2 separate regions of the Zea mays genome follow, and region 2 is linked to region 1. The links are chromatin contacts, called in public Hi-C maps. All regions are on one chromosome and are shown on one strand. The core of a region is the stretch at or near the end of the contact, and the rest is flanking DNA. Distances in the headings are between cores, read along the strand shown.

Region 1 (3,536 bases), core at 541-3,040:
AGGAGAAATTGAAGATCGATGAAGATCCGGGGCCGTGCGACGCCAAAAAAAAACCTGCTGTAGTAGCATCTGGTGGCGTGTGCGTACCGATGGGTTTCGTCGCGGATCCTCTGGCGATCCGATCCTGCAGCTTCTGGGCACCACCCACCAACAGGACAGAACAGGACAGGGTCCCTCCTGCACAATCTGCTGCGTCCAGTCCAGGTAAGCAAATCCTTCAACAGATCCTTCCGCTGTCATATCCTCCCGAGTGGGGCCGTGGACTTTTCTTTTCGTTTGGCCTCTCCCCCTCTCTATTTATTTATTTACTATTAGGTTTTATTTGCAATTTGCACACCGTACTCGCATTATGCAACAGCAGCTGACCACCTAAATAATATATACTACTCCATCATATGTTTTGCCGATACGATACGATACGCACAGCGCTAAGAGAGGAATAACAATCTCTTTCCGATCTGATTCGCACAGCCTACTACCTGTCGTCGTTCTTGCTATGCAACGGCAGCTAAGAGCGGAACTGAAACTGATGTTACGAAGAGACAAGATCACAAGATAAAGAAAAGAAGCAATAAGGCTCTGATCTTGGAATTGTTAACAGGTCTTGTTTTCTTCATGTCTGGGGGGCATATTTTTGCAGCCTCAGGCACGGAGGGAGGGGAAACGAAGAAGAACATCCGTGAATGCCCCCAACGACTCCCCTTCCTAACAACAACAACAACCTGGATCCTAAAACTAAGTTAGCTTCTTGTTTCAGTCGACGGCAGCGGCTGCGGCGGCGGCGGCGGCAGATCTATGTCCAAGAAGAAAGAAAGAAAAGAACGAACGAACGAACGAACACACAAAAAATTGGATCCTAACAACTCCTCTAATTAAGTCAGAGCGCGCAACCAGATCCTCCATCCTTGCGCGGGCGGTCACCGGATCCGGCTGCAGAGGCGGGAGACGTCGGCGGGGCGGACGGGCTTGAGGAGGAAGTCCTCGGCGCCCTCCTCCAGGCACCGGCTGATGCGGGTGGGCACGTTCTCCGACGACATGATCACCACGGGGATCGCCCGCAGCGCCGACGACTCCTTCACGTGCTTGAGCAGCTCGTACCCGGTCATCCCGGGCATCCAGTAGTCCGTGATGATCATGTTCACGTCGGGGACCAGCCCCAGCGCCAGCAGCTCCAGCGCGCGCGTCGCCGAGTCCACGGTCGTCACTGCACACGTAAAATCCAAGGAGGTTAGCTGCATGGTTCAAATAAAACGAGCTGCTGCGCGGGCGCGGACAGCCAAGGCAGGCACCGCTTCTTCCTCTGCTCGGTGCTCACCTCTGTACTTGGAGCTGCGCAGGATCTTGGCGATCACCGCGCGGTCCACGGAGCTGTCGTCCACCGCCAGCACGTGCTTCTCCTCCAGCTCCAGCTCCAGATCCAGATCCACCGCGTCGACCGGCGGTGCCACCGCCTTCCGGTCGCCGGCCTCCGGCGCCACGGACGGAGTAGCAGTGGCAGCAGCAGCCATTGCAGTTTGCAAGAGACAAACAATCCAACCGAATCTTCTTCTTGCGCCGGGAGGGAAGCGATGCGGTTGCGGACGCGGAGATCTCTTCTCCTTCTCTTGCGAGTGTGGATGTATGTACTAAGCAGGAGCAGACGGGCGGTTGCGGCGATGAAGTCGGAGGCGCGGGCGGGCGTGTATATATACACAGGTGCAGTGCAGGGGAGGAGTCAGTCAGTCAGGAGGAGACTCGGCACGGCACGGCAGCAGCGGGTAGCTAGCAAGCAGGGATGGTGGTGGTGGCGGGGCAAATCTCAGAGGGGATCCGAGGCGCGCGGATCGAGTATAGGACGGCACGGCACGCGGGCCAGGCCGATCCGGGGCGCGGATCCGCGGGGGGGCCCATGCGGCGGGGCCCGCGCGGCGATACGCAAGGGATTTCCCTGCCTCGCCTCTCGCTGTCACCGCCCGCCCACCCACGTACGCGCGCCTTCTTTTGGCCCCCTGGTATTTGCATCTTCGGATTCTGGCCAGATTTGCGTTGCGTGCGCATCCCTGTGAGTTGGTGCCGCTTCGCCTTTTGCACGCCGCCGAGCGACCCTTTCTAGGTGAGCAAGGCAGCTAGCTAGCTGTTCGCAAATCTCCTCGGATTTCCACGATATTTCTACTTTATATTCGAGACAAATCTCCTCGGATGTACAAAACAAATTCTTCAAGGCAAATCTCCTCGGATTTCTAAAACAATTCTTCTTTATATTCAAGTACGCATCCGGATATGCTTTGTTTGGATACGGTCATACTCATGCGGACAAGTTGTTTGAGTTTTTTTTCCTTTTTTTGTTGCTGTCGTTTTGTTCATTTACAACGACAACAAATAGAGGTGGGTATGATCGGATCAATTTCAAAGTGACAGTAGTGGGATATGGGGTTTAAGTACACAAATACGACACAATGTCGTGATCGAACTCTTAGGACTTGTTTAGTTAGAAATAGATCGGTAGAGATTAGAAACATGTTTGGAAGAACAAAAAGATATTTTCGCTCATTTAATCCCCTACGATCCCAAAGGATGTCCTAAGGGAAAAATAAATTAATTTCTCCCATCAATCCCTCTTGACCCTTCCAAACTTCTTCTAACCAAACAAGTAATTGGTTCTAACACAACCTTGCTCAAGCAATAAACTTTGTGGGGGTTATAGCAGGTCTCACCTCTCTCCAATAGTTATGTACATTTAGCGCCTTAAATTATAGATTTAAGAAGTTGCTAAACACTTTAAGGAGTAGAAAAATGTATGTGCTCTAACAGTTCCCTATTTATTGATTGCGAATTTTGAAAGTTGTCTATGACAACATAAAATAAACGAGCATGCTTTCTATTTTTAACTGAGCCGACAGTAGAAATCTATATCAACAACCTTCTTTGATGTCTTGAGAGGTCAAAGTTATCGATGGAAGACCAGACGTCACGGTGATGGCTTCAAGACATCACAGGATGTGCTCTGACGACGCCTCGACATAAAAGGTTGTCTAGCAGTGGCGGCATCAAGACATCTGGGCACTGTAGATGAATTTGTGGTCAACAGGACAGTGGGACAACGCAAAACAATGGCAAAAGTGTGATTTTCACAATGGATTTAGTACCTACGTTGATTTAGGGAGTCCCAACAAGGTTGGTAAATGTAGGGATGAAATTGAGTTTTGTAGAGAGTTTGTAAATTTAAGGAACTGATTTACATAACTATTGGAGAAGAGTTTTTTCTCGAAAACTTGTTAAATTTATATTTAGGGACTTGTTTACATAACTATTGGAGATGCTTCAGATTGACTCACCAATAAAGGGTCATGCAAAAAAAGTACTCGAACAAGTCCTTAGTTCTAACACAACCTTGCTCAAGCAATAAACTTTGTAGGGCTATAGCGGGCCTCACCTCCTTATATAACCAAATTCGCTTACAACTCGACGGTCATGCACAAAATGTACTCGTTGTCATCTAGCAAAAAAAATATACCTTCAAACACAATTCAACTATTTTGTACTTTCCGTTCTCAATA
Region 2 (3,536 bases), core at 687-3,186, 240 kb before region 1:
CAAGATATAGACATATAAAGAGTTGTCTTAAACAAATCTCAACTATATAAAGGATCTAAACATTAGTTGTTAGCTCCACATTCTCACCCACATAATCAACATTTTTTTGTGTTTTACTAAAACGAAAATTACATATGTGATATATAGAAACCATAGCGATGAACGAGCATATTGTCGTAGAAATGATGGGAGACAATATTAAAGAAAAAAGAAGGTTAGTTGCACCTGAAGAGAGTGTGATCCATCGTGTCCCTAACCCCTACATCCATGTGGCTCCCCAACCTCACCTTCATGAGTTAGAGGTGAAACCGATAGGTTCGAGGGCATCTTGTATCTTACTTTAATGTATTTCAATCGAATTCGAGATCGAATAGGGATATAATATTTATTCGGACGGATAAGTGATTGATACATATATTATCTAGCTAGATATATGTGACTATTACATACTTTGTTGGGTAATGCATGAATTGCTTATTGTTCAGTGGAATTATGTTTGAGTCTAAGACGGTGTCACCACAATAGTTCAAATTTAATGACAAGTTTCGAATCACACGGTAGTCTTATATAACACAAGTTAGTTTTTAAAAGGTACAAGATAGTCTAATACAATACAAGATAATCCAACACATGTGATATATAGTCTACTAAGAAGCTATAGAGTATTGAAGTTTGAAAGTCATCCAGAGATGTGTGAATACGCGAAACCTGGAATTTTTCACTTACTAACAAAAACCTGATTCCAAATTAGTCGGTTAGAGCAAGAGGTAAGATAATCGGAGTTAGAGTGATGAGTTTTTGTAAAGTCTTGCTCAATGTATGTGTGGAATAAACTTGTGAGCAACTCAAGAGTCAAGATAATTAGAATGAAAATAAATGGAAGATAACATAGAGAGGAGGGAAAACAAAGAAACAAACACAAGGGTCGTCACAATTTATTTACCGAAACTTAGTTTCCAAACGAAGCATATGTCTTTGCTGAAACATCTCGTAGACTATTTCAACCTGATTCTTAAGATCAAACTTAAGTTCTCTCACTTTTCTCTATCGATAAAGTTATTTTTTAACAGACTTTGCACAGGAACATCTATATTTTTACCTTACTAGAGATGGCAATGGGTACCCGCTACCCGAAACCCGTTGGGTTTTTGCTCTATTAGGGTATGGATTTGGGTCAATTTTTTACCCATGGGTTTGTTAATGGGTTCAAATGGAAACCCAACGGGTACATGGATATGGGTTTGTTCTTCCACTACCCATACCCGCAAACCCATGGGTTTTTAAAACCCGCCTTAAAATCATTATTCCTTATAAATATGTATCATAATATTATTAATTGAATATGTTCTAATTGAAATAAAATTTATGTAACAAATTTTAGGCTAAAATTAGTTATCACTTGTTCCTTTTATGCTAGCTTATTAATGTATTGATTGTCATTTACATGATGAATTATTTTTTATGTTGATGTTAGTGGGTATGAGAAACCTGTTGGGTACCCGAAACCCGCATGAGTATGGATTTGGGCAAAATTTTATACCTGTCATGGGTATGAATTTTTTAGCGGGCGTATTTTTCTTCGCGGGTATGAGTTTGGCCAATTAATATCCAGTGGGTTTTTACTTATTGCCATCTCTACACCTTACGCAGGCTAGTAACTCCACAGCTGACATGTAGGTACAACCCTACAGCAAATCAGCAAGTGTATGTCCTTCAAAGAAAAACCAACGTGTCCTTTCCCTTTCAGCCTATCGCCCACTCTGATTCTAGTGGGACTCATTGTTCAGTGTAACAGATGCGCCTACGTGCCATCCTCCACATCAGACAACTGCCTCCCGACCGTCCTGGTCCCACCAGTCAGTATGTTTATGCTCCAAAATCCAAATGGATATGGATATCCACTAGACTCCCCGACAGAACCTGGCTTGCCGTCGCCTCCGCTCGGTCTCGGTCTCGCTCTCGCTGCACTCGTCTTCCCCGCCCGTCCCCTGATCTCAGATCCAGACCAAACGAATTCCACACTAAACCCCCCCTGCCCCAGACGTCGCGCGCATGAAATGAAACCCTAGTGAGTAGTGACCCTGTCCGGATCACTGCGTGGCGCCGCCATGGCACCCTCCGCTCTGGCCTCCCTCCCGGCGCCGCTCCGGTCACTGCGGCTCAAGACGAAGCAGCAGGAGCTACTGCTCCGCGTCTCGGCGCTGGCGCTCATCTACGTTCTCGCCTTCGCCGTCCGCCTCTTCTCCGTCCTCCGCTACGAGTCTATGATCCACGAGTTCGACCCCTACTTCAATTACCGCACCACGCTCTTCCTCACCGAGAACGGCTTTAGCGAGTTCTGGAACTGGTTCGATTCCGAGAGCTGGTACCCGCTCGGGCGCGTCGTCGGGGGGACTCTCTTCCCGGGTCTCATGGTGACCGCCGCGCTGCTCCACCGCCTCCTCCGCGCGCTCTCCCTCGCTGTCCACATCCGCGAGGTCTGCGTCCTCACCGCGCCTTTCTTCGCCGCCAACACCACTCTCGTCGCCTACGCCTTTGGCCGCGAGATCTGGGACTCCGGGGCGGGGCTCGTCGCCGCCGCGCTCATCGCCACCGTCCCTGGCTACATCTCCCGCTCCGTCGCGGGGTCCTACGATAACGAGGGCGTCGCCATCTTCGCGCTGCTGCTCACCTTCTACTTCTTCGTGCGCGCCGTCAACACCGGGTCGCTCGCCTGGGCGCTTGCCTCGGCGTTCGGCTACTTCTACATGGTGTCGGCATGGGGAGGCTACGTGTTCATCATCAATCTCGTCCCGCTCTATGTGCTTGTGCTGCTTGTTACCGGGAGGTACTCACAAAGGCTCTACGTGGCCTACAATTGCATGTATGTGCTTGGGATGTTGCTTGCGATGCAGATCCGTTTTGTTGGATTCCAACATGTGCAGTCCGGAGAGCACATGGCTGCTATGGGAGTCTTCTTCCTTTTGCAGGTAATTTTCATTTGCATTCTTATGGCATGGGTTGATCCAATTTGGAGACCGAGACCAAATGAACACCACCACTTTGAATATCATATAACTGATTTAGTAGATAGATAGTCTGGAGTTGTTTGATGGCTGACACAGGCCATGTTTGAATGCACTAGAGCTAATAGTTAACTGCTAAAATTAGCTGAAGACATCCTAACAGACTAGCTAATAGTTCAGCTATTAGATACTTTTAGCAAATTAGCTAACGGTTAGCTAGCTATTTGTTAGCTAGCTAATTCCACTAGCTATATTTTAGCCAACTAAATATTAGCTCTAGTGCATTCAAACACCCCCATATTAGAACCCATGTCATATCTTCCGTTACCTGTGCCACGTTTGAAGTGTGCCGTGTGCCCAATAAATCTTGCGAAGTGGACACTCGCAATCTAGTGATACACTTACACATGTGCTAGTGTCCATGTAAGTATGTTTCACTGATTAGAATAGTAAAATTTGACTTAAATGTCTGAGGTCAAATTAAATGCCACATTAGTTGCTTAAGTCTGAGCTGGCTGCAGCATGCATCAG

What was found. A called contact is a pair of places that touch in the nucleus more often than the background predicts.
Region 2: a Hi-C map of ear shows a contact between it and region 1, with 2.3 times the contacts expected there. The contact joins the promoter of LOC100192699 here to the promoter of LOC541624 in region 1. A contact is called at or near these places in 3 of 25 Hi-C or Micro-C datasets (bundle sheath, ear and tassel).

The regions. Positions count from the first base shown.
Region 1 is chr10:150,121,213-150,124,748 of Zm-B73-REFERENCE-NAM-5.0, reverse strand. LOC541624 (cytokinin response regulator 2) reads right to left here and starts at 1,790. Exons shown (of 2, transcript NM_001111379.2): 1 at 1,316-1,790; 2 at 586-1,204. The coding sequence starts at 1,508. The coding sequence ends at 918.
Region 2 is chr10:150,361,245-150,364,780 of Zm-B73-REFERENCE-NAM-5.0, reverse strand. It overlaps LOC100192699 (oligosaccharyl transferase STT3 subunit), which reads left to right and starts at 1,936. Exons shown (of 6, transcript NM_001137902.2): 1 at 1,936-2,969. The coding sequence starts at 2,109.